Regions from separate parts of the Triticum aestivum genome. Here region 1 is linked to region 2. Evidence: chromatin contacts called from public Hi-C data. All regions are on one chromosome and are shown on one strand. The core of a region is the stretch at or near the end of the contact, and the rest is flanking DNA. Distances in the headings are between cores, read along the strand shown.

Region 1 (4,097 bases), core at 799-3,298, 340 kb before region 2:
TGAAAGTACATTTGATAATGAATCTACTGATGTTGATTTGTTATTTTATATGTTAATATTTTTATTCATAAACTTTATCAAAGATTATAAAGTTTAATTTTGACAATAGCTAATATGCGGAATAAATAAAAACGAAGGGAGTACTGAAAACCGGCAGTGCGCCTGCCTTGCCCGTCAAAAAATAGCTCATGGTGTGAACCAGCTTCAGGAACAAAAGAAAAGAAAAATGGGCTGTTCTCAAATGTTAACCTCTGAAAGGGACCACAACACTTGTAATCACCCGGCCAGTTTTGGCACGATATGAACTGGAAGCAGCAGGGAGTATGCTGCGAGGTGCGAGCTTATTATTCTTACCATGAGCAATTAAATATAGCGCGTACTGATCGGCTGGACTCATTCGTCCTCTGAGAAAATCACAAGTGGGTTCGTGACCGTTGGTTGGTAGTATACGCGGTTAATTCCAAAACCTATGTTCCACTCGCAGCAGACAAGCCGGCTATGTATGCTTAACAAGGCAGCAATTCAGTGTTCTCTTCATATGAGAAAAAGTCAAGTGAGTGTAACTACTCACCGGTGATGAGTAAAATTATCCTATGGAAACGAACATGAGGTAAACAAATACTGCTAATACTCATGCTTTTTGCTCTGCAAACTCTGGTTTGGCCTATGGCAAAAGCAAATCGTTGCTTCAGCCGTTGGCCTAAACACATTGCTGCCTACTGTTTATGACGACAAAATCATGAACTAAACAACTCAAAAAGAAATCATCAACTAAACAAATACTGCTAATATCCTAAACTAGCTTGTATCGCAGCATCCTAGGGCTCTAGGAGCATTAATTTATGCACCGTGCTCTTTCATTGTCTCCTTCGTTTTGTAACAGCCGCCGGTCTATAGCAATCTAGTAGTAGTATTAGTATTTTCTCCGTCCCAAAATAAGTGTCTCAACTTTATACTAGCTCTAGTACAAATTTATACTAAGGTCAAGACACTTATTTTGAGACGGAGGGAGTACTACCTAGAGCAAATTTATTGTGATTGGGTTTGTCTTGCTGGTCAATTCACGCAAGTACTACGTACTACATCCATTACTGCAGAGAGACGGGCGTATGTCTATAGAGCGCGTGGGTGGGATACTGCCACACCGGGGAGGCAGGACACGGCCACTCAAAACCGGACGAGGGATGGATGGCTCCTAGTTCTTGGGTATCTCTGCCGCTGCTTATTCTTTGGACGAGTGCACACAGCATGTACGTATTTTACCTTTTTTTCTTTTGAGAAATCTTTAACGTTCCTATGCCCGCAGTTGCTGTGATACGGGGATCGTTTCTTGTCTGAATAAAGCAGGATGGCAGGTTCCAGGTCGTCAGAAAAGATCGCAGTCCGATCCTAACATGAACCAAACCATTTCATGATCCCGTTGACCATGCCATATCTATGCATGTGACCAGCAGAGAAAAATAAAATCGATCGTACGTACCCTACATTATTGTTCAACAACTAGGAGTAACTAACATGAGCCTCCATTGCAATAAATAAATAAATAAACAATGAGCGTGAGCCTATGTGCCTAATAAGATCGTTATTTTGTTTTTAGTTTCATCATCAAGAAAGAAAAGAAAGACGCAGACGCCTATGGAGGAGAACCCATGGCTACGAGGCCGGAGACAGAGAGAAGCAGCTGAAGCAAGCCGGAGAAGCACCGGAGGTGGAGCAGATGATTTCGCTGGCTAGCTAGCTAATTGGTGGGTGGTAAAGTAGAGTAATTACCTACGACGAAGGCGCAGGCTCTCCAGCCTCCTCGCTTTGAGCGGAGGATGGGGTTGCCGTGGAGGTCTGTGGTGCCGTCCTGCGTGTACTCGCCGTCGCTGCCGCCGGCCTCCAGCTGGGTCGTCCCCGCCATGGACGCTCCCTGTATACGTATGGTAGTTAGGGAGGGAGGGAGGTGAGATGGGTGTGCAGAGGGCGCTGCTAGTTCTCCAGGCGCCTGCGTGAGCTCCTGTGCTTGCCCATTTATAAGCCCGGTCTTCGCGGGCAGCGACTTGGCAAGTGGCGGGTTGGACTGCGGGGAGTGCCAAAATGTCTGGACAGCGGTTTTTTGGACATCGCAACCAGAAAATAAAAAAGAAAGCACGCCATTTGGTGGACTCCCAAGGGCGCCAGTACTGCCTGATTGCGTACTCAACATATTTCTTGGACGACTTGTTTTATGTTCTTTTGAGAAAATCTTGGACGACTTGCTGCCTCCACACTAGGGGAGGTGGCTAAGTTAATCAGAGTTGGTGAGCTTGCAATTATGCGCATTTACCATTGCACCCTAGACCATTCACTTGCTGCAAAATACTAGTTGCATTCCCACCTCGTTGAAGTTTCCAAAAGGGTTGGTGATGATAAATGTTGACGCCGCTTTCCATTTCGACACTGGGTAAACGGATGCGGGCGTCGTGATTCGTGATCATCATAGGGACTGTGTGGCCGCCAGCAGATGTTCCTTTGACAAAGTGCCTGAACTTGAGTTGGTGGAGGCCACTGCTATGCGTTATGCCTCAGCATTTGCCCCTGAAGAAGGTTTTCACAGGTGATGGTCGCTTCAGATTGCTCATCTCTGGTGTTCAAAGCTAATTCTTATATGATGTATCGCTCAGGGATAAGGGGCCGTTGTTTCTGACATCAAGAGTTTGGCCGCAAAGTTTCTCTCAATTTCTTTTTTCCATGTTAGTTGTCTATGTAATGGGACTGCTCACGCTCTTCCTGAGTCAGTTGTGCGTGAGGCTTGTGCTGTTTGGATTCGGTCCATTGTGTGTAGTGAACTATAATTGTTATATCAATGAAGCGGCCCATTACCTCAAAAAGAAGTATGAACACAATTTTTTTGAACAACAGGGGTTTCCCATCCCACTTTTATTAAAACAAGGCAGCAAGACAACATAAAAACTGAGCTAGAAACCCCTAGCTAGCTAGGTTCCTCCCGTAACCCTTGACGGCTAGGGCAAACTCTCCCCTCCAAGAGTCACCGGCGAACCTGTAGATTCGCCTCCCCTCTGCTTGCCGCTCTGGCAGCCGGTGGAAGGGAGGAGAATCTCGGTGCCTTTGCTCCGCTGGTAGTTTAGGTTAGGGTTTTTAGTCCTCACAGGTGCAACGCTCGGGCGTATGGCGGCACTTCTACTTCGAGTTTGTCTTCTGGGTCCGATCCTCCTCGGTTTGGTCCATCTGGACATAGTGGACGGAGCTACGGCGTATATTCCTGCCGTCTCCTTGGGGCGGTGAGGTTAGGGTTCCTCGCTGTGTGGCGAGATTTGGTGCCATGTGCTTCAGATATATTAAAGGGTTTAACGATGATGATCCTCATGGGCACGTGGAGGAAGACTTCCCAGCTGTCATCGACAGGGTCAAGCCGGCTCCGGTAGTGGAGCCGCGGCGACAACGACACATCGGTGACTTGTTCTGAGACGATAGTGGTCGTATGTTGGTCTTGGAATCTCGATGTAATTTTTATTATGTTTGAGATGCTTTGTACTCCCGCTGAACTTTGATAATAGATCTAAATCATTTTCGCAAAAAAATACAACATAAAATCTATTCACAACGATTAGGCTAAGCTAGATATTATTTTTGCGAAATGAGCTAGATAGTTTTATACCAAACAAACAGGGGATCGAAGGATCCAATAAAGTGGGCAGGGAAAACAAATAGCAAGACTATCCAATTATAGATCATAGCTCCAGCAGTAATGGGCTCTTGGGAAAAAGCCTCGCTATTTGGTCACCCCGTCCACGCCTCCACTCATCTCCAGACGATCCATAGAATCTCACCTCTCCGATGGTCCAGAAGCAGTAGACATTCTTTCATTAAGACAAATGGTGTATCCTTGCAAAGAATCTTCCATTTATGAAGCAAATCACTCGCTCTTCCCAGGAGAATCTGTATGTTATTCCATATTGCCCTCTCAAAAACATATATCATTGTGCATTGTCCATAACCTCCACACGGAAGCAATACAAGCCATACCAATAATAGCTTTTTTATTGTTTCAGCACCACAAGGCACACAGTTCACTTATATTTTCAGCAGAATTAAACTTGAAAGTACCAGCAACA
Region 2 (4,032 bases), core at 979-3,478:
CAGAGACAAGAACATTTTTTGAATATGTAAACAAAAAAGTTGAAAAGGCGGAAAGATTGAATGGAAAATATTCTTTTTTGAAAAACATAAATCATTTTTTTGAATTTGTGAATAAATTACGAAATTCTGAACAACTGTTGAAACCGCGAACATTTTTATTAAATCTTTTAACAAATATTTGAAAAGTGGAACATTTCATGATATTTGCAGCCAAAATTTGAAACCACGAACATTTTCTGAATTTGTAAACAAAACTTTAAACTGGAACATTTCATGAAATTCTGCACAATTTGAAAACATGAACATTTTCTAAAGATTTGGAATATTTTTCTGAATTGCAAACATTTTTTAATTTCTGTCCAAAATTTGTAATCGTGAAAAATGGAACATTTCATGAAATTTTGAACAAAAATTTGAAATCGCAAACATTTTTTATATTCTTGAATATTTTCTGAAATGCGAACACTTTGAAATTCTGACCAAAATTTGTAATCACAAAAAATGGAACATTTTAGGAAATTCTGAACAAAAAATTGAAATCGCGAACACTTATATTCTTGAACATTTTCTTAAATGCGAACAGTTTTTTAGTTTCTGACCAAAATTTGAATTCACATTGTGAACTATAAAATAGAAATAGAAATATATTTTGGAGTTCCTGAACTTTTCTCAACTTGTGAACAAAGGTTAAAGACAGGAACATTTTTTTTGAAATTTCTGTATATTTTTTTATAACAGAATATTTTTTGAATTCGTGAACAAAATTTGAAAATTTCTGAAAGAAAAACTAAAAAGAAAGTCAACTTTAAAAAGAAAAAAGATACAAAAAGTGAAAAGAAGAAAGAGACATGAAAGAAAAAGGAAAAATAAACGAAAAAGCCAAAACAAAATCAAGAAACTAGACAAATCACTCAGGAACCTTCTAGAAGGTTCCTAATACCAGAAAATACCGGAGCTTGAACCTTCTCAAAACCAGGATCTGTGTACACGCTAAACAGCAACATGGGCCAGCCCACTACGATCGCTCCGTCGATCGCTAGTTGCGAAACCTCGACATCTTACCGCAATGTGCATCTGTTAGGGAATTCCATAGGAAACACCAAACACGAGAGTGCTGAGTGCGTTGAGCGAGGCGCGGCTTGGGCCCAAAAATGCAACTCTAAGCGCGCGCATTCACGTTCTGAGTTGTCCTGTCGCTTCTTCTTGGGGCTGGTTCCTATTTGGCGTCTTAAGCGCCGGTTATAGTGGTTCTGGTAAAAGGCGCACACTCGCAAGGAAGCGAGTTTTATTGTGATGGGCCGGCCCTTGTACAGTAATACACTTTCTTGTTCGCATCGTACACCTTTGTTTTTGTTTCTTCTCGTAGGTCTTGGGAACCCTCACGGAGGTTCCACTGTTTTTATTGGAAGGTTTTCCCCTTGTTTTTACTTGATGGGTTTTGTTTGACTTTTCTCTTTTTTCCCTCTTTTTTATTTTACTTTTTTCTCTGTTCTTTTCCACATTCGTGAAAATTTCAAATTCAAAAACTTATTCAAATTCATGATATTTTTTGAAATCCATGTAATTTTTTTGAAATTCATAACCTTTTTGGAAATTCTTGAACCCTTGTGAAATCCACACAAAAAATGAAATTCGTAAAGTATTTTTGAAATCTATGAATGTTTTCTGAACTAATATTTTTTTGAATCCATAGAAAAAGCAAACTTGATTCAAATTTGTGACCTCTTTTTGAACCCAATGTTGTATTTCAAATTTATGAACATTTTTAAATCCATGATTTTTCGAATCTATGGAACCCATGAGTTTGTTCAAGTTCGTGTAATATTTTGAATCCAAAACGAGAGTAAAAAAAACAAGAAGCGAGCGAAAACCAAAACGATCGAACCAGAAACTCGGCGAACGAGATCGAGGCAACGGGGAGAATTATTGGGCGGGCCCACGACGCGGATACACGCCGAATAGGTAGCAACGACGAGCGCGCGCATGGCAACAAAGCAAGCATCGGCGTCTCCCGTGAAAAAAAGAAAGAAAAGGCAAAGCATCAGCGTCTGGTCGTCGCTGCCTGCACTGCACTGACTATCCCGTGGGTCAGTCAGTCCACTGGTATGCCGTGTGGAAAACGCATGCCGCGCTCCAGAATTCCACAGCGTCGACGTCGCTCGGTCGCTGTCGTCGACGTTTCGCTGCCTGTCGGCCCGGTCCTGCCACCGCCACCACATACAAGTGGGCGTCGTGCAAACCAAACAACTCGCTCCACTCGAATTCCAACCATGGCAGGACACGCCCAAGCTTCAACAACACCTCTGCTGTGCCTCCCCCTCTGCCTTCTAGTACTGCTATCCTCTGGTCAACGGGCGACGGGCATGTACCTCGACGCCGGCGGAAACCACGAGACCTTCTCCGGAGGCACCGTGCCTGAGAGCTTCAGCGTGCGGAGCCGCAACTCCTCCAACAGCTCCGGCGCCGGCGCGGCCTTCTGCAGGCTCCTCTCCCTCCAGATCCTCGACCTGTCCAACAACCAGCTCACGGGCGAGCTCCCCGACTGCTGGTGGAACCTGCAGGCGCTGCAGTTCATGGACCTCTCCAACAACTCCTTCTCGGGCCAAATCCCCGCTGCCAAGGCAAGTCACAACTGCTCCCTCGAGTCGCTCCATCTCGCCGGCAATGACTTCACCGGCACCTTCCCGCGGGTCTTGGAAGGTTGCGACTCGCTGGCCACCCTCGACATCGGGAGTAATAAGTTCTTCGGTGCCATCCCTCCATGGATCGGGACCCAGGTTCCGTCGTTGAGAATCCTTAGCCTTAGATCAAACAATTTCACAGGGGTAATCCCTGTGGAGTTGTCGCGGCTCTCTAAACTCCAGCTGCTCGACCTCGCCAACAACAGACTCACAGGAAAAATTCCGGTAGCATTCGGCAACTTGACCTCCATGAGGAACCCAGAAATTGTGTCGAGTACGGCGTCGCTGGAAGGGTCGACTTATCAGGATAGAATCGATATAATCTGGAAGGGCCAGGAGCTCATCTTCCAAAGAACCATCCGGTTATTGACCGGCATCGATCTGTCAGGCAATCTCTTGTCTCAGTGCATCCCTGAAGAGCTAACCAACCTGCAGGGCCTCCGATTTCTGAACCTGTCAAGAAATCATCTGTCATGCGGCATCCCTGAAGATATCGGCAGTTTGAAGAATCTCGAGTTTCTTGATCTATCATGTAATGAGCTTTCAGGACACATTCCACAGAGCATCTCGTTCTTGTCGACGCTCAGCATATTCAACATCTCCAACAATCATTTGTCAGGCAAGATACCTTCTGGGAGCCAGATGCAGACGTTGACTGAGCCTTCGTTTTACCGGAACAATTCCGGCCTTTGCGGATTTCCTCTAGCCGATTGTCCAAATACTTCGCCTGCTTTGGATGAGAAAACCGGTGAAGGGGAGGACCAGTGGCTGTACTACTGTGTGACTGCCGGGGTTGTTTTTGGATTTTGGCTATGGTTTGGACTGCTCTTTTCAGTTGAGACATGGAGATGTGCTCTTCTCTTCTCTGTCGATGGCATGCAATCCAAGATTATGCAGAAGGTGTCACATATTGACCAGTTTATTTCAAAAAGTAGTAGTGATCAATATATGTAATTGTTTCTTTCTTTGTTGTAAAACAGAAGAATGTATCTATGTGTATGTATGCTATTAGCTTTGTTTTGTAATAGGCAACTTTTCGTCCCATTTTCTCATGTAGTGGGGAGGGGAAATAGTATCATGCATATGTGGGCTTCACTTGGCGTCCTTTTACTTTGAATGTCATAGTTTCTTTGTTCTACAAGTTTGCTAATTTTATTCCACTAGTACCTTTGCAAAGTTCCTTTTTCACATAAACAGCAGCCGCTCTACCATTTGCATGCAACAGCTCAAGGTGAACTAAATTACCATGTACTACTTGTTTTCATTTATTGGACAAGTAGAACGTCGATCTAGGAGAGGGAGCTCTAGCAGGGCCAGTTTGTTGATCATGTCATTGAAAAGGTTAGCATCT

Evidence for each region. Hi-C and Micro-C count contacts between places; a contact is called where the count stands out from the background.
Region 1: a Hi-C map of leaf shows a contact between it and region 2, with 8 times the contacts expected there. The contact joins the promoter of LOC123120800 here to the promoter of LOC123120786 in region 2. A contact is called at or near these places in 2 of 5 Hi-C or Micro-C datasets (both in leaf).

What each region holds. Positions count from the first base shown.
Region 1 is chr1B:303,843,135-303,847,231 of IWGSC CS RefSeq v2.1, reverse strand. LOC123120800 (protein NRT1/ PTR FAMILY 5.2) reads right to left here and starts at 2,048. Exons shown (of 4, transcript XM_044540795.1): 1 at 1,771-2,048. The coding sequence starts at 1,903.
Region 2 is chr1B:303,505,384-303,509,415 of IWGSC CS RefSeq v2.1, reverse strand. It overlaps LOC123120786 (receptor-like protein EIX2), which reads left to right and starts at 2,228. Exons shown (of 1, transcript XM_044540777.1): 1 at 2,228-3,798. The coding sequence starts at 2,271. The coding sequence ends at 3,635.